2 separate regions of the Oncorhynchus mykiss genome follow, and region 1 is linked to region 2. The links are chromatin contacts, called in public Hi-C maps. All regions are on one chromosome and are shown on one strand. Each heading gives the region's core, a stretch centred on a gene start, on an enhancer-like site or on the middle of the called end of the contact. The rest is flanking DNA. Distances are from core to core; before and after follow the strand shown. Region 1 holds the start of insrb (insulin receptor b). Region 2 overlaps insrb (insulin receptor b).

The links. A called contact is a pair of places that touch in the nucleus more often than the background predicts.
Region 1: a contact with region 2 is called in a Hi-C map of liver, with 7 times the contacts expected there. The contact joins the promoter of insrb here to the enhancer-like site in region 2. A contact is called at or near these places in 2 of 3 Hi-C or Micro-C datasets (blood and liver).

Annotation. Positions count from the first base shown.
Region 1 is chr5:93,610,340-93,614,058 of USDA_OmykA_1.1, forward strand. insrb (insulin receptor b) reads right to left here and starts at 2,100. Exons shown (of 20, transcript XM_036978849.1): 1 at 902-2,100. The coding sequence starts at 980.
Region 2 is chr5:93,491,983-93,496,104 of USDA_OmykA_1.1, forward strand. All of the region lies in intron 2 of insrb (insulin receptor b), which reads right to left. Among protein-coding and RNA genes, the nearest start is that of LOC110524839, 82 kb to the left of the region's middle. Within about 2 kb of position 1,684, at least 9 of the 11 cell types and tissues checked have an H3K27ac peak or open chromatin away from gene starts, as enhancers often do. A contact at or near this core is called in liver, where this site is marked.

The DNA of each region.
Region 1 (3,719 bases), core at 850-3,349, 120 kb after region 2:
GCTGTGAGAAATGTATTGAATCCTGAGCTGAAAAGGTTTGGATCAATACACAGGGAAAACGTACGACAGCTATGAAGGCACTACAGAGAGTGGGTTCTATATTTTTCTGCTGCAATAAAGCTAAAAGGATAGAGCCTGTATACTTTAAAAATGTAATGGTTGCACATGCCACCAAGATACGCCTCGTTTTTCAAACAAAGTGTATCATAAAACAAGAGATATAGTTAAAGGGTGCCTGGAATCTTGTTTTGTTTCCTCCATAGTAAACATCCTCACACTCACAGTAATTGTCCGACACATGGTGAGCGTGTGAATATGAACATTATTTCAGGCATTTCTTCTGAGAGATGGGCATAGTGTTTGTTATTAATCCTGCGTTTATGGTGATTTCATGGACCTTCATAACGTTGGCTAAATGTGTTTACATTTCCAGCTACAACGTGAGTGTGCGTAGCAAGTCGCCATGAAGGGGCCTACGCGTGCAAGCGAATTATACAATTTCCTGTTTAGATGTTCTGCAACAGACCACCCTAGTCCATATCAGGAGCTAATCTGGCCCTCGGGTTGACGCATCCATGACAGGCCTCAATAATATATTTTAAGAGTGGCCGTGGCTATTCTTTAATAACTTTGCTAACAAATATTTGTAAAAACACCATGGGACGCAAATGTGTTTACTATAATTTAGGCAAAAATCTCATGGTAAAATGGTCAAACAATCATATTGTTTCAGTGACCACTGCATTGAATCCCTCATTTAAATTAAAACCTATTTTTTTTCCATGGGAATAACAAACACATGAAATTCGGTGCCTACAATGATGGTAGGATGGGTGGTGTGTAGAGAGTGAGTCACATGAATCATTAACCAGTATTGCATTTAGAATATAGCTGTACTTACTTTCTCCATGTGTTAGCCCACCATGACACACCATGTAGATAAAAGTAACCAAAACAGCCGCTGAGGTCCCAAGCCGCATTGTGACTTCGATTGTTTTCTCTTATTTTTAGTGCATCCAAAAACGTGGGGGTTGTTTTGAAGATATCCAAAGTTTGTTTTAAAAAATGTGTTTCTAAGAAATGAAAACAAACAAATATTCAAAAAAAAGAGAGAGACGAGAACTAGTCCAGTTAGCCCCCCTTCAAAAGGGGCCGGGGGGGGGTCCAATGTGGTTGTAACGTTATCTTGATATCTTCCCAGCTAATTTTGGTGATTTTTGATTATCCCTGAAACAAATGACCACTAAATAACGTGATCTTGGGTTCTGGCGATACATTTGCGAATAAAAAGCTTCATTTTCTCCACAATTATAAGGGATAGGTCACTTTCATCTGTTCTATATAAAAAGTCTTCCGATTCGAGAAAAATAAATCCCACAGTGCAAACTAAACTAGTAAAGAGGAACACGTCGGGATACTAACTACGGGCTCATTCCACGACAAAAGAGGTTACAATGTTGAAAATACATGGAATTAGCTATGGGCGGTCGTGCTTTTGGTAAAACGCTCAGAGACCGTATTTTCATATAATAAAGCAAAAAAAATGTTTAAATGCTTAGTAATGTCGAAATATGTGTCCTCTTCTTTCCAAAAAAAAATCCCCAGTTGTTTTAGCCGAATGTCTATCAACCCAATAACCCAACTAGCTAACATGAACTAGTTATAGTAATGGGATCGAGTTGGCTATCTTGCTGTAATCCACAGGTCGCTGATTGAGTGGTTCATGCACCTCCCAAGTATTTCCCCTTCTTCGCAGTATCACAGCAAGACCACCTTTTAAGACGTGCGAATAAAAACATGAACACATCCCCAGGAACTCATTTGGATTCATGCAGGAAAAGGAAAAAACGCGGATAGCTTTTTCAACGACCTTCCTCTGAACTCCTTCAGTCACGCCACGACAAAAATGAAAACACCCATAAACAATAAACGTGATACAGCGAACGTTACTTTTAGCCATTAAACAAATAATATTCGCCGCTTCCAGCTCATAGCTTCGAAGTGTGGAAAAACTTCGATCCCCGTAAACGGTACCTCTTTCAGGTTCCCCCCTTTTCGTCTCTTTCTGTGTCTATCCACCAGTAAACAAGTACTGCCAGTCAGCTGGGGCAGATAGGGGACGTTGGAAAACACGGACTAGAGCTAGTGCGAGAACCGCTGGGTAGTGCGGATTGGAGTGTATTGCACTATACAAAGCCCATCCATGAGCCTAACAAAATTCTCTTTGTGTCACCCAACCAAAAATATTATTAGAACGACAAAAACGCAATCGTTCGGAGATGATAGACAATTTAAAATGAATGATTTGGAGTTATTTCTATTACTCCAGCCGGCACGTGTTCATAAAAATAAAAAAACATAAAAAAATGTTCATAGTAAATTGTAATTAAAAATCTTATCTGCCAAGTTGGCTTTAAAACTACCAGATAAAGTGATAGGCAGCAGATGCATCTTTAATTTATAATTTGTATCAATATTTATTCTAACTAATGATTTCCAAATTGCACAAATGAATTATAGTTTAATTTGTTTAAGTATAGTGTAGATTCAAAGTAATAATGGGATGGGTTTTTTTTAGCAGAGACTAGTATAAATAAATAGTCTTATCTCGACCCTGGAGGCAGGAAGGAAGCCTAGTATTGCCTTTAGCTTGGTACACAACAGTCCAGTCATTCAGTTTTGCATGACAAACACATCAGCATAACCCCAGTATTATCACCATGGATTTGACAACATTTTATGAGTGTGGGAGCTTGTTCATGATTAACATGGTGGTTGCATGCCTTGCATGCAGGACGTCTTTCTCTTCTGTGGTTGTTGTTTGAGGGCAAAGAAGTATTTCGAATCATCCAGGATCACATTTCGTCATCTTGTTGTTCAACCAAACCATTTGTCATGGTGGTGTTGTTCATTCAAATTGATCAATGACCAACATGTTAAATATACACCTTTTTTAAGTAATCCTCATCTCAGGAAATTACATTCAGGAAAATAAAGTACATGCACTTTTTGTTGTTGTTTCAGATTAATGCTCTCTGTGCCTGCAGCACTGCTTGTTCAGAGCGAGAGGCTGCTGCAGTACTTCTTCGTCCTCTCTCCAGCAACACACATACATGGAACATGAATTACATTGATTGGCCCTAAATCTTGAAATGTGAACACCACCACCCCCTTCCAAAAAAATAATTGAGGAGATACAGGATATATAACACATTTGTTATACCACCTTACAACACCTGTGCTGATTGGTGTTTAGTGCCCTGGTGTTTAGTACCCTAGTGTTTAGTGCCCTAGTGTTTAGTACCCTAGTGTTTAGTGCCCTAGTGTTTAGTACCCTAGTGTTTAGTATCCTAGTGTTTAGTGCCCTGGTGTTTAGTGCCCTGGTGTTTAGTGCCCTGGTGTTTAGTGCCCTAGTGTTTAGTGCCCTGGTGTTTAGTACCCTGGTGTTTAGTACCCTAGTGTTTAGTGCCCTGGTGTTTAGTACCTTGGTGTTTAGTACCCTGGTGTTTAGTACCCTAATGTTTAGTACCCTGGTGTTTAGTGCCCTGGTGTTTAGTGCCCTGGTGTTTAGTACCCTAGTGTTTAGTACCCTAGTGTTTAGTGCCCTGGTGTTTAGTACCCCATTGTTTAGTGCCCTGGTGTTTAGTGCCCTGGTGTTTAGTGCCCTGGTGTTTAGTACCCTAGTGTTTAGTGCCCTGGTGTTTAGTACCTTGGTGTTT
Region 2 (4,122 bases), core at 434-2,933:
ATAGTGTGGGCTCTAAGAGGGGTGGGGAGGTGAAGGGAGGGAGGGAATGTGGAAGGAGGGGGGAGGGGGCTGGAGGGAGGGGGCTGGAGGGATAGTGTGGGTTCAGAGAGGTGGGGAGGTGAAGGGAGGGAAGGGGTGGAGTGAGGGGGCTGGAGGAAGAATAGTGTGGGTTCAGAGAGGTGGAGAGGTGATGGGAGGGAGGGAAGGAGGTGGAGGGAGGGGTGGAGGGATAGTGTGGGTTCAGAGAGGTGGAGAGGAGATGGGAGGGAGGGAGGGAGGGGGCTGGAGGAGGAATGAGGTGGAGAGGTGATGGGAGGGAGGGAGGGGGCTGGAGGAGGAATAGTGTGGGTTCAGAAAGGTGGAGAGGTGATGGGAGGGAGGGAGGGAGGGAGGGAGGGAGGGAGGGAGGGAGGGGGCTGGAGGAGGAATAGTGTGGGTTCAGAAAGGTGGAGAGAAGATGGGAGGGAGGGAGGGAGGGAGGGAGGGGGGGGCTGGAGGAGGAATAGTGTGGGTTCAGAAAGGTGGAGAGGTGATGGGAGGGAGGGAGGGAGGGAGGGAGGGGGCTGGAGGAGGAATAGTGTGGGTTCAGAAAGGTGGAGAGAAGATGGGAGGGAGGGAGGGAGGGAGGGAGGGAGGGAGGGGGGGGCTGGAGGAGGAATAGTGTGGAGACAAGATGAAGGAAGGGAGGGAGGGGTGAAGGGAGGTGGGCTCCTCCAGCCTCCTCCAGAGGTGGGGAGGTGATGGGAGGGAGGGAGGGAGGGAGGGAGGGAGGGAGGGAGGGAGGGAGGGAGGGATAGTGTGGATTCAGAGAGGTGGAGAGGAGATGAAGGAAGGGAGGGAGGGGGCTAGAGGAGGAATAGTGTGGGTTCAGAGAGGTGGAGAGAAGATGGAGGGAGGGAAGGAGGTGGAGGGAGAGAGGGATAGTGTGGATTCAGAGAGGTGGAGAGGAGATGAAGGGAGGGAGGGGGCTAGAGGAGGAATAGTGTGGGTTCAGAGAGGTGGAGAGAAGATGGAGGGAGGGAGGGGTCTCTTTGACATCAGAGCCTTTTTCTGTTTCCCTTCACACTGAGCAGTGAACACTCTCACACAAACAGAAAAATGCATCAACATACTTTCACTCCCCGCTCTTCTCTTTTTGTGCAGTGCAGTGTGTACATGCTGTGACCACGTTGTGTCAGTCTGACTCCCGATCCCCCAGGAGGAATCCATTCCGTAGTACAGCTCCCACACCAGATCCGCCCTCACCCTTAACCAATGTGTTTGCTGGCTGTGGAAAGCAGCCATTCAATGGCCTCTTCCATATCAGGGAGGAGAGCTGCCCAGGGTTAACCCTTTCATGTCAGGGAGGAGAGCTGCTCGGGGTTAACCCTTCCATGTCAGGGAGGAGAGCTGCTCGGGGTTAACCCTTCCATGTCAGGGAGGAGAGCTGCTCGGGGTTAACCCTTTCATGTCAGGGAGGAGAGCTGCCCAGGGTTAACCCTTCCATGGAAAGCAAACAGAAAGCAACCGAGGCAAACTAGGAGAATACGAGGCCATTTCTCGCTGCTGAGGGGAGCTCCCTCCCTCCTCTCCATCCTTTCTCTCCCTCCCGCTCAGCCCTTTTTGCCCCAGGCCTGCTCAGAGCCTACTACTAGCTAGCACAATGTTTATGCTAACACTGCGGCTAACACTGCCCTGCAGCATTCCCATTCTGATCACGCTAAAGCTAGGTTACGCTAGCAGTGCCAAACACAGCCCGTTCATTCATCCCCCTCCTCCCCTCAGCCTGAATCAGTCTCCCTCTCTCTCTCTCTTGCGTTTCCAGGCCACGGACCCTCTTTCATTCATATGCCTTGTTTTTATTTCAAACCGGATGGAGGAGAAGAAAAATGCTTTTTTGATTTAAAAAATGTATATATATATTTAACGAGGCTAGTCAGTTAAGAACAAATTCTTATTTACAATTATGGCCTACCGGGGAACAGTGGGTTAACTGCCTTGTTCAGGGGCAGAATGATGGATGATTCCAACGACTCTACAGAAGATGGAAACCTACACTGTTCCACTAACACTACACCCAGCGTATCTCTATTTCACTAACACTACACCCATCCAGGCAGCTGCTCATCTCTCACTAGTGTGTTCTGCTGGATTTTAATGTGTTTTCTTTCCTGATGATCAAAGGTGAGCTGTGTGTTTACGTTTCATGTGTTCAGGGCTGTAAACCCCCCAAAGAGAGAGCCTGGGAAGAGAGGCGGTGGGTGTGAGCCAATAGCAGCGCAGGCACAGGAACATACTTCCTGCTCTTACACATAAACCACCCCTCTAATTGGCAGTGTTGTCTGAGGGCAAAGGGTGGGGAACCATAACAAACAGGCTTTACCCCAGAGGCTCTCACTCAGAGCGCGCACACACACACACACACACAAGCTTACAAGGAAAAGTTAAGAAAACACACACTTACACACAGGCATGCACTTTTACTATATTATTTGCACTGTCTAGGAGTCCTACGATTCAAAAGCTGAACGATAAATGCTTCTAGTGATCTGATTTAAAACATCATCCCATGGAGGAGGAGGATTGAGAGGAGGAGGATGATGGAGAGGAAGAGGATGGACAGGAGGAGGAGGATGGAGAGGATGAAGAGGATGGAGAGGAGGAGGAGGGTGGAGAGGAGGAAGAGGGTGGACAGGAGGAGGAGGAGGAAGACTATAGGGGAAACAAAAACATCAACAGACGGATCCCTGGGAGGCAGGGAGACTGAGCGTGAGCCGTAGTGTCACTATATCGTCAGACTGAGGACACGCTGCCAGGCCTGACACACAGATGATTATGAAGGCAACAACAACAGGGAGAGAGAGAGAGTATGAAACCTTTGTGGACAGGAGAGGGAAGAGGAGAGGAGCTCCCCATCGGGTGAAAACAACAGTTTGAGAAGGAAAGGTGGAAACAGAATGAACGCTGTGGTGGTGTTGAGGAGGAAAGGTAGAAACAGAATGAACGCTGTGGTGGTGTTGAGGAGGAAAGGTGGAAACAGAATGAACGCTGTGGTGGTGTTGAGGAGGAAAGGTGGAAACAGAATGAACATTGTGGTGGTGATGTCAGAATTGCCCCAGGCCACAGATAGTTGTGTTGGGAAAGGTGGAGGAAGTTGGAAAGAGCTGGAACACCACCCCACCCAGTCAGGGTGTTAGAGGGATGAGGAAGGGAGCTGTACACAGAGGGTAAAGGTTAACTCTATGGCTAATAACCTCTAACCTTACTATCTTGGAACTATTCACACAGTGTTACTAGAAGAAGTGATGTGAAAAATAACTGCGCTCTCTGTTCCCATTGTTAAGTCTATTTATATAAAAAAATAATAATAATTAAAAAAAAGGTAAGACATCAACTGTCACCAAGACGACGACATACAAAAAGGTAGGTTTGACGTCCTAGCTGCTGTGTACGCAATGACTCGTTTCCTGACGCTCAGCCATAAAACACTCAAATGTTTGGATAAGAAAGTAGCTGCTTTGTTAAGAGTCTCTCCTGTGTAAATTCAACTCTTCTGAGAGGACGATGGCGGCTTTGGTGTGTGTGACATGCGGAGACAGAGAAGCAGAGACATGAGAATGTTCTAAATAAAATAATAACAGTATGGGGATGAGGTAGGTAGATTGGGTGGGCTTTTAACAGATGGACTATGTACAGCTGCAGCGATCGGTTAGCTGCTCAGATAATTGATGTTTAAAGTTGGTGAGGGAAATAAAAGTCGCCAACTTCAGCGATTTTTGCAATTCTGTTCTTAGTTCTGCTTCTGTTTTTTGAACGGGGCATGCTTATTTAAGATGGTGAGGAAGGCACTTTTAAAGAATAGCCAGGCATCCTCGACTGACGGGATGAGGTCAATATCCTTCCAGGATACCCGGGCCAGGTTGATAAGAAAGGCCTGCTCGCAGAAGTGTTTTAGGGAGCGTTTGACAGTGATGAGGGGTGGTCGTTTGACCGCAGACCCATAGCAGATACAGGTAATGAGGCAGTGATCGCTGAGATCCTGATTGTAAACAGCGGAGGTGTATTTGGAGGGCAAGTTGGTCAGGATAATATCTATGAGGGTGCCCATGTTTACAGATTTACGGTTGTACCTGGTGGGTTCCA